2 separate regions of the Triticum aestivum genome follow, and region 1 is linked to region 2. A link is a contact called in public Hi-C data. All regions are on one chromosome and are shown on one strand. The core of a region is the stretch at or near the end of the contact, and the rest is flanking DNA. Distances in the headings are between cores, read along the strand shown. Region 1 holds the start of LOC123148027 (transmembrane protein 258). Region 2 holds the start of LOC123148026 (pathogen-associated molecular patterns-induced protein A70).

Evidence for each region. Hi-C and Micro-C count contacts between places; a contact is called where the count stands out from the background.
Region 1: a Hi-C map of leaf shows a contact between it and region 2, with 8 times the contacts expected there. The contact joins the promoter of LOC123148027 here to the promoter of LOC123148026 in region 2. A contact is called at or near these places in 1 of 5 Hi-C or Micro-C datasets (leaf) and 1 of 1 datasets of contacts at active chromatin or transcription factors (leaf).

What each region holds. Positions count from the first base shown.
Region 1 is chr7A:539,895,636-539,903,129 of IWGSC CS RefSeq v2.1, forward strand. It overlaps LOC123148027 (transmembrane protein 258), which reads left to right and starts at 1,956. Exons shown (of 4, transcript XM_044567381.1): 1 at 1,956-2,144; 2 at 2,233-2,333; 3 at 4,213-4,291; 4 at 4,381-4,612. The coding sequence starts at 2,142. The coding sequence ends at 4,428. It overlaps LOC123148028, which reads left to right and starts at 7,264. Exons shown (of 16, transcript XM_044567383.1): 1 at 7,264-7,334.
Region 2 is chr7A:539,581,492-539,588,785 of IWGSC CS RefSeq v2.1, forward strand. LOC123148026 (pathogen-associated molecular patterns-induced protein A70) reads left to right here and starts at 5,961. Exons shown (of 1, transcript XM_044567380.1): 1 at 5,961-7,056. The coding sequence starts at 6,047. The coding sequence ends at 6,781.

The DNA of each region.
Region 1 (7,494 bases), core at 706-3,205, 310 kb after region 2:
TGTGGATAAAAATCAGAAATAAAAGGTAGACGGGCCAGCCCAGCTCGCAGGAGGGGGTGTGCGCCCGTTTGCAAAATAACCTATAACAGGCGCCTGAAGCGTTAAATAGGAAATGCCGACGACATTTAACCATATCAATTAATTTCATTGGACCACATGTCTGTCTCACACCTTCTTTATTCTTAGTTAAGTAAGCCGCACGGGCTGCTCCATCTATTGGTCTAATTCCTCCATTTTGAAAAATTCATCGTAACAAAGTCGTGGGCAAGGCTCTGACTCAACAATTTGCCTATTCTATCATTCCAGTAATCAAAAATTTCCATTATCGTTATTTGTTTTCACTAGCATACATAAAAAAAGTTCACCGCTACAAAATTAAGCATATCCCACTTCTCACTCAATTTTTAATTATGCTTTTCACTTTTTTATGGATCTTACTTCTCAATTGGGGGTTTTAGGGAATTTTAACTTGGTTTTTTGAATGAAAGAAAATCTTCACCTTGTTACTTTAAAAAAAATAGTTGTAATTTTAGTTATGCTCACATTCATTACAAGTGCCTTGTTCTAGATCTAATGTCCACAAAAATACAAAATAAATCCTACAACTAAGAATTACATTAATATATCTTAGATGCATCTTCTTCATGGTACCAATCTTTGCAAGATGAGGTACTCTCAATAATTTAATATAGATAATTCAATTAGACCGTTGTAATGACACTGCGAGTCCTTAACCCGCACGAACTTGATTACAAAGAAAGTTTTTTTAAAAGTCCATTGAGTTGTCCATCCAAATAGATGGGACAATGTGAGTGATGAGCATACTTGAGCCTAGAATGAGCCCCCTAGAAATTTAGGTCGTCAAACTACAAGATTGTCACCATAGTGTCGAATAAAAATTCCAACTCCACAAAGAATCAAACCAACAAAATCATTATACCACACTAACATGAGGACACAAACTTCTTTGGTTCCATGACACCACCAAGGTTTAGGTAATTTATTTGCAAAAGTACCACAACCACCACTAAATACCAACGAGGAACTCAAAGCTCTTGAGGATCTGAGCCCTCCCTCTTAGCATTAAGATGACAGCCGAAGATAAGGGCACCAAAGTATCTTTGGCACTGGCTGCTCCTCAAACCCTAACTCTCATATACTTCTATTTTTTCCATGCAGGCTTGTGTTTTTTGAGTGAAAATTTTCCATGTCGATAATAACTGAGCTGTGGCAAATAAGGTAGTGGCTGCTCCTCAAACCCTAACTATCGTACACTTCTTTTATTTTTTGGCACAAGTTTATTTTGATAACAAAATTACACAGGTAAGCACTGAGCCTCGAGTCCTCCTGTTTGATGCCTTGCACCAGTTAGCGTGTTGGCACTCGCACGCTCTAACACATGGGCTAGCCCAAAACAAGCGAGTGCTCCCTCCTTCCTTCGGTTGGTTGACTGGTCGACTTGGTCGACCGTTGACCATTGACAGTTGAGAAAATATGAATACGAAGAAGTATACATGTAAAAAAATCCTGAGTTTGATTTTCTTAAATGAACAAAGTTCTTGAAATTAACAAAGGTTCACATTTTTTTAAATCACGAATTCAAAAAAATCTTGAATTCAAGAAAAGTTTGTGAATTTGAAAAACATATGCAAATATAGGAAAGAAACTGAAAAATAAAATAGAAAAATAAAGAAAAAACAAACAAAAAACGTCCAAAGAAACCCAATGAAAACCGTTCCTAGAAAAACCAGGGGAACCTTCCAGGAGATCCCAAAACTGGTGAAAAAATGCCATATGGGCCGGCCCACTATGCAAGCGAATCGGGAGTGGCATGGGCGCTGTGTACCGTTAAGGCCTAAACCAGCGCTATAGGCCGCTGAATAGAAATTGGGCTAAGCCGTGGAAAAGCGGGTCTTAAAATCCCATCCACAAATTCTTGGGGTCGGGGCCCAGTGCATCTCGTAGGCCATTTTCTGCAACCGGAACTGACGGCCCAAGAAAATCCTTACGCCTCCACAATTCCAAGCCTTCTCCTACTCTCTGTCCTCTGCCCACCAGACCACAACAGTTCGTCGCGGCGGAGACGAGACGACCAGCCGGCAGGCGACGACGAGGGGCAGCGTCAGCTCAGATCCGACGAGATGGTAAGCCCATAAACCCTACCCCTTCTGGTGATCTAGGCTCCCTAGGGTTTCGCGAGGTACTTAAGCGCCGGCGGTGATGTTCTCGCAGGCGGCCAAGGCGATCTCCAGCCCCGTGCCGGTGGAATGGTACCCGACGCTGGCCGTCGTCATGGTCTCCGTCGGCCTCATGCTCACCGCATCCTTCTTCATGTAAGTCATCCGCTCGATTCCGATCTCCCCAGCTCCTCACGCGATTCGTGCAGATCGATGGCCTGATCCGATCTGATGCGCCTAGTGGCTGCGTGTGTTTGGGACCTAGCGGAATTGGTCCATCCGCGGGTTGGGATAAGGGATCTGATGTGGTACTTTGTTGCGCTGTCAAATAATTAGCTCGAACAGTAGGTGGTAACATCCTCTTAGGGAGAAACCCAGGCACGATGAGTTTAGGCTGTGTCGTCTTTGGCTTATTTTCACTGCTCAGTAGCGTTTTGGGTCCTGCATGACAGAGGTGACGAATGGGCTTACCCTTGGTGGCTTCAGGTTGGATAGATGGGCCTAGGTTTGTTTGAAGTTCCGTGTGGACTAAGTTCAGTAACCCTTGCACCTATTTTTCTGCTTGTCAGGAAAAGGATTTGCTCGCATTGAACATTTGGTTTGGAGTTCCTGGATAGGTCAGATTATTATAATTGGGCTGCTAGAACAGAATAATTACGTATCACATGACCTGCTAGAACAGAACAATTACTTATCACATCACCTGCTTGAAAAGAACAATTGGGCTCACATTGAACACTTGTTTGGATTTCCTCGCATTGACCACTTTTACTTTCGATTTGTTTTTTCCCGTGGAATGCAATGATTCTTGTTCTTGTTGCTGCCTATTGATACAATTCGTGTTAGTATTACTTTATTATATTATCAGTCATACACTACCTAAATTAAAAGGCGATAATAGGACACTGTTGTGAATAAGAGCAATTAAATTCAATGAGCTTGTAGTGCATACCCAAACATGTGAAAGGTAGCAAAAACTTCTGATTGCATTTTCTCTTTAAAAATAAAAATAAAACACATCGAAGTTCACTTTTTATCAGTGTGTCTAACTCCAGAACAAAGATAAAACTTGGTTAGACCTTTTTATCAGTATGTTCAATTATGCAACTTAGAGTAATATGACCTAGCTGGCTAGTCGTCGTCCCTGCCAATTTGATGGTAACAGTTCAAGTTATGGTTATTTCCAGAAACTGCGATAAAAAAATCATTGGCCCTAAGGCTCTTAACCAACCAGTATGTATTGCACATTATTGCTATGCTTACCAAAACATAAGAAGCAGGGTCACCTATTACAGTTTTACAGGATTTGCATAGGATTGTGATCCTATGGAATCTTTCCCATAGGTGTTGTTTGATTTGTAGGAATGCAATCCTTAGGATCATTCTTTTGGAACTTTCCCCAGCTTTTGGAGAAATTCCTATGCTTCCATCAAACACACACCTCTGCCAATTCCTTTGTTTTGCAATTCCATGTGATTCAAATGGGCAGGGCATGTCAATCCTCCATTTTTCCTATCCTATGAATCAATGGAGCCCTTGGAATTCAGGGAAAAAATAGAAATAGGAAAAACATAAGAATTGGATGTCATGACCTGCTAAACCCTACTGGAATTAGCACAAAGGAAAAGAGAACTTTACTATGACGAATGGAACTGGTGTTTAAGAACTCATTCCCTATGAATTTTGATGGCCTCATTCTGTTAATATAAAGAACCTCACAGGTAATACCATATTAGGAAATATACCTAGAACTGAAATCCGAAAATCCTTCAGTCCAAAACTTAACTCAGTTCATGATGGGAATTTCAGCATGGTGATTAAATATCTATTTTGTTTGTGGTGCTGGTAGGCATAGTCTGGTTTTACTCGGGATATAGCTAATTAGGAAGTATACAAATGAAATCTGGAGGTAATGTCAAACTGATTACTTAACAGAGGTGTTAGCTCAAGCCTTAAATTATCAAAGTTGACCAAGTACTTCAGCACTTGCAATTCAAGCACACAAAAATCTAACCAGCAAATTTGTCCATTTCAGTTATGAAGCCACGACTTCAAGGCGGAACCGTAGTTTAGCAAAGGAGATTGTCACAGCGTCCATTGCTTCCGTCTTCCTGGTAAGCCCCTTGAAAGACTGTCGGTTGTTTCACAATTTTGATTAGGGTGGTTGATGCACATCTAAGTTATCTTTTCGATTGTTTCACAGGGCTTTGGATCTCTCTTCGTGCTCCTTGCAAGCGGTGTTTATGTCTGACAACCGGCCTCTCCATGTGTAGTTCTAGCTAGGATGCGTCACATGCCTGAAATTGTGCTGCTTCCTGGAGAATATGGAGTCCCACATGGACATGATTTTTATAATAGACGAGTGACATCAAAATTTAACCAATGTTGTTGAACCTTTTCTGGAATCTCAATCTTATTATCTGTCCACAACTTCATTTCCATTATTAGTTATGGGACATAAGCCGCAGCAATCCTTCAAATTTTTGTTTCATAATACGCAGTATGACCACATTTCTTTTCAATGGTTAGGATTTAGGAAGAAGGTATGCACTGAATATAGTACTTCAATTACCGTTTCCACAACATAACCTGGAGAAACCAGGATGAATTTGGGGCAAAATATGGAGACTGTGCAAGCATCAATATCTCTACCTCTATCTCTACTTCTCTATCTTTACTACTTAAAAAGAATGTAAGGTTCCCATTTCACCTTTATTCGCACCACTCCTTCGTCCAACCTTCCTTATATGATAATAAATCAACTTAATTACTTACCTTTTGAACCAGTTTCACTTTAATTTACTTACCAAACTTCGGATCAAAATCTAAGGTAATTCATGGGCAGAATTTGATGGTCATTTATTTACACAATCGCGTTATTATAGATAGGTAAATCACAAGCCGACGTACTAGAAGATTTATACCCCGTTGCAACGCACGGGCATTGTTCTAGTATATTTATAAGAAGGGAAGTACTGGTACAAAATGACAGGTATTTAGGAATAATGTAGGAAAGGAGATATAATCTTTTTTTCTTCAAGATGGCTTGTTTAATGGCAGCGACTTGTAGACGTCTAAGCACACAAGTATGTGTGGATGTAATATGACCGCATGCTGAGAGTCAAGATAAAGTGCCTCTTTGGATTGGAGTTTTGAAGGATTTCAATCCATATGAATTTCTCCTGTGAAAGCTCCATTCCTATGCCTCCTATGCCATACGAATCTCAACATGAGCTCAAACCTCCTTTCATTACGAAACTACTGGGTGGACGACAGTAGCCGCACGATGGAGTATTCAACCGTGCTGTTCACTTTTGCTCAATGCATAGATGGCTTGATGTGCTTCCTCGTGCGGAAGTCGCCCATAATCTGTCATGTGTGTAGTAGCACTGTTTTATTTTTCCTTTGAGAAGTCCAATGCACTCCACTCTTACCTCTCTCTTCTCGCTTATTCCTACAAAATTCCTGTGTTTGTTTCCTGTGCAACATCCATGGGCGTACCAACTCCTGTGTTTGTTTCCTCCCCCCTTGGTTGGAGTTCGTACCATCTCCAAAGCCTAGAGATCCTCTTCCAGGGGCGGCTTGATTTGTGCCAAATAAGGGCCTCTTTGATTCACAGGATTTTGGAAAAGTAGGAATAGAAAAAGTATAGGATTGCAGTGGCATGTCAACTTGAATCGTATAGGATTAGCAAAGAGTGTTTTATGCCATATGAAAAACAAAGGAATTGTAAAAAGAGGTTGGAGTGGATGTTAGATTTTCTATGAAATGTAGTACAAAAGATTCCATAGGATAAATTCCTATGGGATCCAATCCTATGAATCAAAGGGCCGACATAGGAAAAATTCCTAAGGATTTCAATCCTCCAAAAATCCTAAATAATTCCTTTGAATCAAAGGAGCCCTAAATTTCCCACCCAGATCTCACCTCCAACGGGCGGAATAAATTTTTGACTAGAGATCTCACCCACTAGGGATCGTGAAGCTGGTCACGGTCTTCTTCTCTGCATAGAATCAAAAATCCTACACTTACGGGTGAAAACTCACGGGAGGGGACGTACGGGATTAGGTGTTCGCCCACCAAATCTCCCTCCTCTCTCTGTTTTCAACCGTGGGCCTCCTGATTTCCAATCAGCAGATGCCATGTCAGTCTGTAGGTACTAATCCGTGACATTGAGTCCGTAAGTGTAGCATCTCTGGCATAGAATACGCATCAGAGCTATAAATATACATGGATGATTGATGTGCCTGGCGTACTGGTAAAAAAGTTGTGCTCGGGTTGATAGACGGTGGCTATAGCCTCTGCATGACTCGAATTCCCGGCGTTTCCCTCCTGAACCTCTAGAATAGGGAGCTCCAGCTTCTGTAGCGTGTAGTTCCGCCCTTCCGGGCGTCATGTCAAAGGTGCTGTTCGTTGGCGATGATGATTCCGTCGAAAGGTCGGCATCGAAACATGGCTCGATTGCATCTCTTATTATCTGAAATGAAATCGTCGGCCAAAAAGAAGGGATTACGGCAAGATGTCATGTACTGCCTTCTTCTGGGAATCTGGGTCTCTTGCCTTAAAAGAAACGAGCAAACCACTCCCAATGATCCCCTCTCCCTGCTTGCTTCAACGATGGCTCAATGGGGTTATGAGCAGTTAATAGCGCCACTAAAACTCAGCAAAAGTCCATCAGAGACTAGGCTTGACCACCCTAGGGAAAAATCTTGGCTCTGCCTCTTCTCTATGTGATTGGTCCCATATGCAGGCTTGCGGCTAATCCTCACCTTCCACGATTAACATTGCAAGTAAACCGCAACAGTTCTGTAGGTTCCACAATATGTTGCCCTAGTGTAGCACAGTGATAGCAAAAATAATAATCTAAACGAGTATTGTTTGACCTAGTGTAGCGCGCTCATCATTGTTTATATATGGGGGCTATTAGTTTACGCCCACGCCCACGGGCATCACGTGATCGTCCATCGAATAGGTTCCCTACCTGTTCTCTGCTCTGATCTCCAGGGACTGGTCTGCCCTCTCCGGTCAACCAGCAACCACTGTTAACCCCCCCCCCCCACCCCCCCCCCCCCACCCCCCCCCCCCCACCTCCCACACCCACACACACCCACACCCACACATTGTTGACATTTCTGGAAACATGCAGGGCTTCTCTAGGTTGGTTGTAATCTCTTCTCTACTTCACCGACATGCTCCTTAGCATAATGGGCAGTACTTATCGTTTATGCATGCTAGTTAATGTTCTCATTTGCATCCTTCAGAATTTGCCTCTTAGTTCCCTCGAAAAAAGAAGGAAAAGAGATGGCCAGATCCAAAA
Region 2 (7,294 bases), core at 4,711-7,210:
TGCTTGTATGCCCCAATGTTGTTGTTCTTTGGGATACCATGAGGTGGCACTTCCATTACCAAGTAGGGAGGAGATTACTTGTACCACCGATGAATGGCTGCTCCATCTCCTAGTCGGTTCACAGGAGCAATTAAGAAGCATGATCATAATGGTGTTGTGGTGGATCTGGTATCTGTGAAATGAACTCGTGCATGGCAAAACAATCCTTCCTTTAAAGGTGTCCTGTGATTTTTTGATTAGTTACTACAACACTTTCATTCAGAGCTCAAGGTCGGCAGACGAGATAATCAAAGGTAAAGCCCCACTGAATGGTGCCCCACCTGCCAAAATAGTGCAGGCGGAGCCTGCCGCTTCCATCAAGCCATGGCCCAAGCCTCATGTGGGACCGATGGCATTGGCTACTGGTGGTTCTTACAATTCTTCAGATGGCTCGGCGAGTTCTGGAATGATTCTCTGAGATGATAAAGGGGACGTTATCTTTGCGGCTTATCACAAACTTTTCCATTGTAATGAAGCCCTTGAACCAAAGCTAGCGGTTAAACACTCTAGTGCTACGGTTTTACTCCATTCAGACTGTTCGATGGACTTAGAGCACTATCAGATGATTCTCTTGATAGATCGACGTATGGCCATTTGGTTAGAGATATTAAGAGTCTTTTGAATGATAGGATTGTTATTCCTGTTAAAATTCTTCGAGAACATAATAGAGTTGCAGATTATTTAGAGAACTTTGGGAGGGTTGGTGATAGTATATCATGTTGGCTGGGGAAACCACCTCCTTGTGTCAATGAGTTAGTCACTGAGGATTGTAACTCTCTCATTTCATTTTGGAATAATAAACCCTATGATTCTCCAACAAAAAAACATCCCACAAGTGCCTAATCAAATCTTTCATGAGTTGCTCATTAGTTGTTCGATGTCGAATTTGTTGATGTATTTGAACAAACTCGTGAAACACGACTGGATTCTCATCTGAAAGTTCGATAGGATCACCATGTTCTCAAATTCAAGAGCTGCGGCAGCATCTTCACGCTCATCCTCCATGATCATGTTGTCCATGATCACACAACATGTCATCACCTCTCACAAGGTCTTTGGATCCCATTGTTTAGCGGGTCCATGAACAAATGCAAAATAGATCTATGGAACTCCAAATGTCCTCTTCGCATCCTTTCTAGATGCTTCTTGTCTTCGGGCAAACTAATACCATTTTTTACCAACTGGCTCAGAGATGCTCTTGACAGAGGTAGCCCCGAAGGATAGATACCGTCAATGAGATAGTACCCATGTTTTATTCATGAACATTGATTGTATAGTCATAAGGAGAAAATTTTCCTTCAATGAGCCTAGCAAACAAGGGAGATAGCTTTAGCAAATTGATGTCATTGTCAGACCCGGGCATGCCAAAGGAAGCGTGTTAAATTCAGATATCTGTGATGCAACTTCATCAAGAATGATGGTGGGCCTCTAGTTGCCTGTCGCAGTTGGTTCTCTCAAGTACTGAGGTCCAAACACCTTGATCACGGCAATAGCAAATCTTACCATGGCATCTCTGCATGTGCTCTTAGACATACAGAGGTATTCATTCCACGAATTAGTGGTCGTGCCATATGCAAGCATCTGCAATGCTGCCGTGCACTTATGGAACCAGAGAATACAATCCTTCCTATGACATCCTTCTTCCAGATGAAGTAGTCATCAAAAGACTGAAAAGCCATGGTAGAGGCGATCAAAGACATTTTTTTGCATCTGAAAGCGCCAATGAAAATTGTCAGGGAATAGGGCATCGGGGAAAAAGTAGTCGTCCAACAGTGTCAAATGGCCCATTGCCCTGTTCCCATTGAGAACTCGATGACCCTTGATCGATCTGTTGAAATTCAGAAAATGCTCTTCCACACGCTTCCCATCTGTAGGATCGCCTGCATCATCGTCATTTTATCCATGTAGTCCTCCTCGTCGGACGACTCAATGTAGTGCTCGTATATGTACTCCGTGTCATAATCCATCCCTTCAAAGAATGGACAAAAAAAGTACCATGGACATTTCAGCAAACACTTGCCCCCGTGTGGTGACTACCGTAGAGGCGGATGGTACGTACTTACCGGTGGATGGACATGAGGTGTGGTCCAGCGACAGAGGACAAGCAGTGTGGAGGCCAGGCATAGCAGTGGAGGTCGCAGAGTTCCGTGAAGTGCTTGGCGGGCGGGCGGGGTGGTGGAGCGGCGGCGGGGTGAGAGATAAAGCGGATGCGGAGAAACGTGAAAGGATGGAGACACGAGATCCTAGTAGGGTTGTTGAGTCCTACGTGGCTGGTGGTCCAGACTCCCACAAAGACCCCTGGTTCACTTCTAGTTGCGGGAAAACAGACGTCCGGACTGGTCCACGGACCGATGCAGGTCGCCTTGGATGCTAAATTGCATCCGGACAGCTTGATCCAGACGCTTGGGTTCGAGGGTCCGCTTTGGAGTGCCCTTAAGAGCATCTACAATCGACCACTGCTTCCTCCCTATATGTCCTTTACTTCATGTGGATAGCACGAACAAGACCCGATAGAAAAACACCATCAAACCGGACTCACCAAACCTAGACCAATTCGAGCTATCCAGCACCCCTCATATCCGTCTCATATCTGGGGCAAATACGAGAACGCCCAGACACATTTACCACGCTGGACCTGAAAGGTCGGTCCTACTCCAAATCCCTTCAAATTGGTTAATTCCTCCAAATCGATCGCCCTCCTCCGCGTCCGTCCTCCCTTTCCCGCTTGTGAGTCGTCGCCCTCTCCACTCTCAATCATTAATAGGCAGAGACCACTTCATGTGCTCCATGTGGGATCAAAACTCTTGCTTTGAGAATGCTAGAACTAAACCCTATGCATTTGCCAGACATCAAGCTTTTTCCGGTGCTCTTGCCAAGAGCTAAGCGCATTTTGGTCTTTGTTTAAAGTTTTGGTGTGTACTAAGTTATTTTGCAGGTGCTAAGCAACCATTGCCGAGTTTGATTTTTTTATCAAATCGCTGCATTAAATATCTAGGGGCTGCCTATTAAATATATATTCACATGTGTAGGTCCGAGACCCAAGGTGAAACTTAAGGAATTAATCTGAGTTTACTCGGGATGCTGCAGAATAAGCAATTCATAGGTGACAGTATAGAGGATTCGTATCAACTCACGCAACTTTTTGATGAAATATGCGGGACATTTAAACTAAATGATTTTGCTTATGATGTAATGAAATTAAAACTATGTGGTCAGGTATTGGCCGCCAAAGCGAAAACATGGTTTTAATCCTGCAAAAACCTTTGACACATAGGAAACAAATCTGGTGCGTTCTTTGGTCATTTTTGTCAAGTGAAAAAGTGTTAACACAAAATTTGTACCCTTTTTGCGTCCCTCCAAGCGCCGAAAGAACACTTACTGAGTCATCATCTACATGTGGTGCCATTCGACAACCGATGCATCTTGGAACCGAAACTTTCTAAAGAAAGAACAATAATGTATAAGATATTTTCATCTATATTTTGTACACCTCTCATCAAGGAAATGAACAATGAACAAAGCCATACATAATCACAAAATCTAGTATTTTCGTGATGTTGCTTTTGTTAATCTTAAGGATGTTGTTGTTTGTGTTTATCTTAGGAGTATAGCATTTTCTTGATTTTTATCTCTTCTTGGGACGATAACAAGCCTGACATACCTGAGCACTATTGGCTTTTTAGAATCTTACTATTGGCTTTTCGTTGTAATTTTCTGAGTTGCTTATTTTCCTATGATGGACTTTGTAGATAGTGGTGGTTTCGTGGATGCATGAGGTTACCTTTTTACATACAAGTGTTTTTTCGTCACAAAGATGGTCGATATAAAGCCTATTGAAACCACATTTTTCTATTATACACCCGTGTTAAGCACACTCATGAAATTTCCTTTTTATATTTACGAATATTCTTGTCATACCACTATCAAGTAAGCGGTGAGTTGAAGGCGACCTTGGTTTCATAGTATGCACGTGTAGCATCACCCTAAGGAGTGGGTTTCTCTGTATGACCCTTTTTTGAATAGGGTCCTTACCTTCCGCATTACCCAAGTAATAAGATAGATTTAACGACTAAGTTTGTCACAACTTTCACTTTCCTCCATCCCATGACAATGTGTATAGTGTTTTCCTTACAAACTTGAAATAGTATATCAATAATGCTACATGAATCAGCAAAATCCTCTAAGAAGCATCTCTAATATCCAAAGTTATGTCGCATTTTGCGTTTGTATCCACGTCCAAAGAACACTTGCTAGATCAGCAAGCACATGTCGCGACTTCCTAAAGAGCGCTTTCCACGGGGAAATTATCTTTAAATAAAGTCCCCACCTTCCGCATGTTTCTTACACACTTGTGTATGATATGTTATCCATGATGAAAGTGTGCCGTAGATTTTAGTTTCATCAGTTAAAACAATGATAACCTATATACACCAGTGACACAATTCCGTGCATAAAATCCCTGTCGAAGTATCTCTAGCATCAACTAAAAATAGTATCTCTAACATTCAAATTCTAACCTTTTCTGTGTCCCCGAAACACGAAAAGACACAAAATGGACCTGCTCCCAAGTGTGGTGCCATCTAACAAACGATGTATTGGAAACTAAACTTTCCAACGGAAGGATAATACTACATCCAATTTATTAGCCCCTTTGTAAATTTTGACCTTATATTTGATTATCAGAATATAAGTATATGCCAACAAAATTACATTTGTAGATTCATATTTGAAAGAAGTTTCCAAAGTTATTATCTTTGTTACATATAATTACTAGTAGAACGCCTGTGCGTTGCTACGGACAAACAAATGATTAAGACTGTCACCAAAATTGAAAATGATTTCTCCCTCGTATGCGTGCGCCTGGGCTTGTCGCGCACATCAAACGGGCACCGAGCTAGTTCCCCAAAATCCAACCGTCTCAATAGTTCAGGCTCCATATTATCTTTAACACGCAGTTCCACAAAATCCCCACTAATGACACATGTTTCCTTTTTCTGCCAGCCCCTCCCCTTCCTGCTCGTTTTTTCGCCATGACGGGCCACTTCGCGCTGGATCCCTCTCCTTTAAAACCGGATGACACCCATCTAAGCTTCGCCATGACGCCTCCCTCTTTCACACCGTACTTCCCCATGGACCGCGAAGTAGAAGTCCCCCGCCAACCGTCCTGCTCTCCGCCCAGATCCCCTCTTCCCATGTTCATGCCAATCCGCCGCCGCCAGACACCCCTCAGCCAAGAAGGCAGATCCATTGTCTCCTCAACCATTGCCATGTTGTAACATAGAGTTACATTACATCCCGTGCATTACCACGAAATAAAAAATGATGTCCATTGTTGGGCATGCAACTAACACGCTGCCGTGTCTATTATTAACTCTTAAAGCAACCAACCAATGCATTTACCCTTCTATCCTAACAAAAAAAATGTACGACTTGACAAAAGAAAATATGATCCGCTCACTCACGCAATTTGTTGCAAAGCCATCTCTGATGAAACATAATTTGCCACATTTTTCTAAAGTAGGGAAATTATATTTGTAGATTCATATTTGAAAGAAGTTTCCAAAGCTATTATCTTTGTTACATATAATTATATTTTGCTTGCAAACTTTGACGCAAAATACGGTGCGACTAATAAACCCGGACAAAGTATTAATCTAAAGTATTTGCATCTATTTTGTGCATAGTTCGTCAAGGAGCAAATAGACAATGAACAAAGCCATGCACAGTCACGGAGATAGAAATTGCAATGCTTATCATAGAACTCTTTTTCAGCCAAAAGAAATAATTTACATTTTCTTTAAAAACAAAAATCTGGCCTTCCTGTCCGCCTCTCCTCCCGCGCCCCATGTGCGGGAAACGCCCCCACCTCTTTCCTCCCAGCTTTAAATAACCAGCACCCCCACTCTCCTCCCTTCCCCACCACCGCTTCCCACTCGCACCTCCTCCGCCCCCCTCCCCTCCCCCAAAACGCCAAAACCCAAACCCCACCCGGCGAGGAAGCGGCGCAATGCTGGAGGCGGCGATCCCCGCGCTGTGGAGCACCGTCCACGGCTGGTTCACCCCGTGGGTGCTCTTCCTCGTGCTCAACATCGTCATCGGCACCATCGCCGTCACCTCCAAGGCCTCGCCCCCGGCGGGGGGCGGGGAAGGCGCCGCGGCCGCGGCCGGCGGCGAGAGGAGGAGCCTGTCCCGCGTGCCGTCAATGGCGCTCGACCGGCTCCGCTCGTTCAACATGTCCCGCTTCACCGCCCCCGCCCCGGAGGCCCCGGTGAGCGGGGTGCTGGATCTGGGGTCTGACGAGCAGCTGCCGCCGCTCGAGATGGAGCCGGAGGCTCAGGGCGAGCTGGAGCACGAGCACGTGCACATGGAAAGGAGCATGTCCGAGGCGGCGGCCGAGGCCGAGCTCCCGCGGCTGCCGGCGCGGCTCCGCAAGTCGGCAAGCGACAAGTCGGCGTTCGCACACTTCGTGGCCGAGGAGGACACCGAGGTGGTGGAGGCGCGCAGGCCGGCGACGACGAGGGACGGGGAGCGCCGCCGCCGCCCCCTGGCGGCGGAGCCGGAGGAGCCGGTGTCGGAGGAGGAGATCGAGGAGGCCGGCGGCGAGGTGGACGCGCGCGCGGACGACTTCATCAACAAGTTCCGCCACCAGCTGAAGCTGCAGCGCATCGACTCCTTCATGCGCTACCGGGATACGCTCCGCCGCAGCCAGCCGACGACGGCCGCGGCGGGCGCCGAGCAGTAGAGCGAGTCCGGAGAGACCAGACCCAGGGGGCTAGATGCAAGAATGAGAAGAGATTCGGGGAGGAGGAAGAAGAGGAGACGGTAGTTTCTTCCTTCCTTCATCCCCTTCCGTTTCGTTTTTTTCCTTTTTTCCCCTGCTTGGATGCTAGTAGTAGTAACATATTCTAGTTTTGGATAAAAAACTCCCTGCAATGTGGAACCATATCATCCTGCGGATTGCAACAGCTTGCGAAGGCGTTCGCGAAAGAAATTAGCAGTCAATCATCATCATCCGTATGTAAATCTCTTGCCCATTTCCCCACATTCTGGTTTGGCCAGATGAACTAGTAACCAATTTCAGCAGGGTTCTGACTATGAACGCACGCACGAACGATTGCGGTCATTAGTTGGTAGCAATGGCAATCATCCCTGGCACCGCGAAATCACCACCGAATTCCTCCGTGCCAGTCACCAACGAACTCTTGTGCAGGTGGCTGACACTATTTTTCAATGATTAATTATTATTGCTTACGCC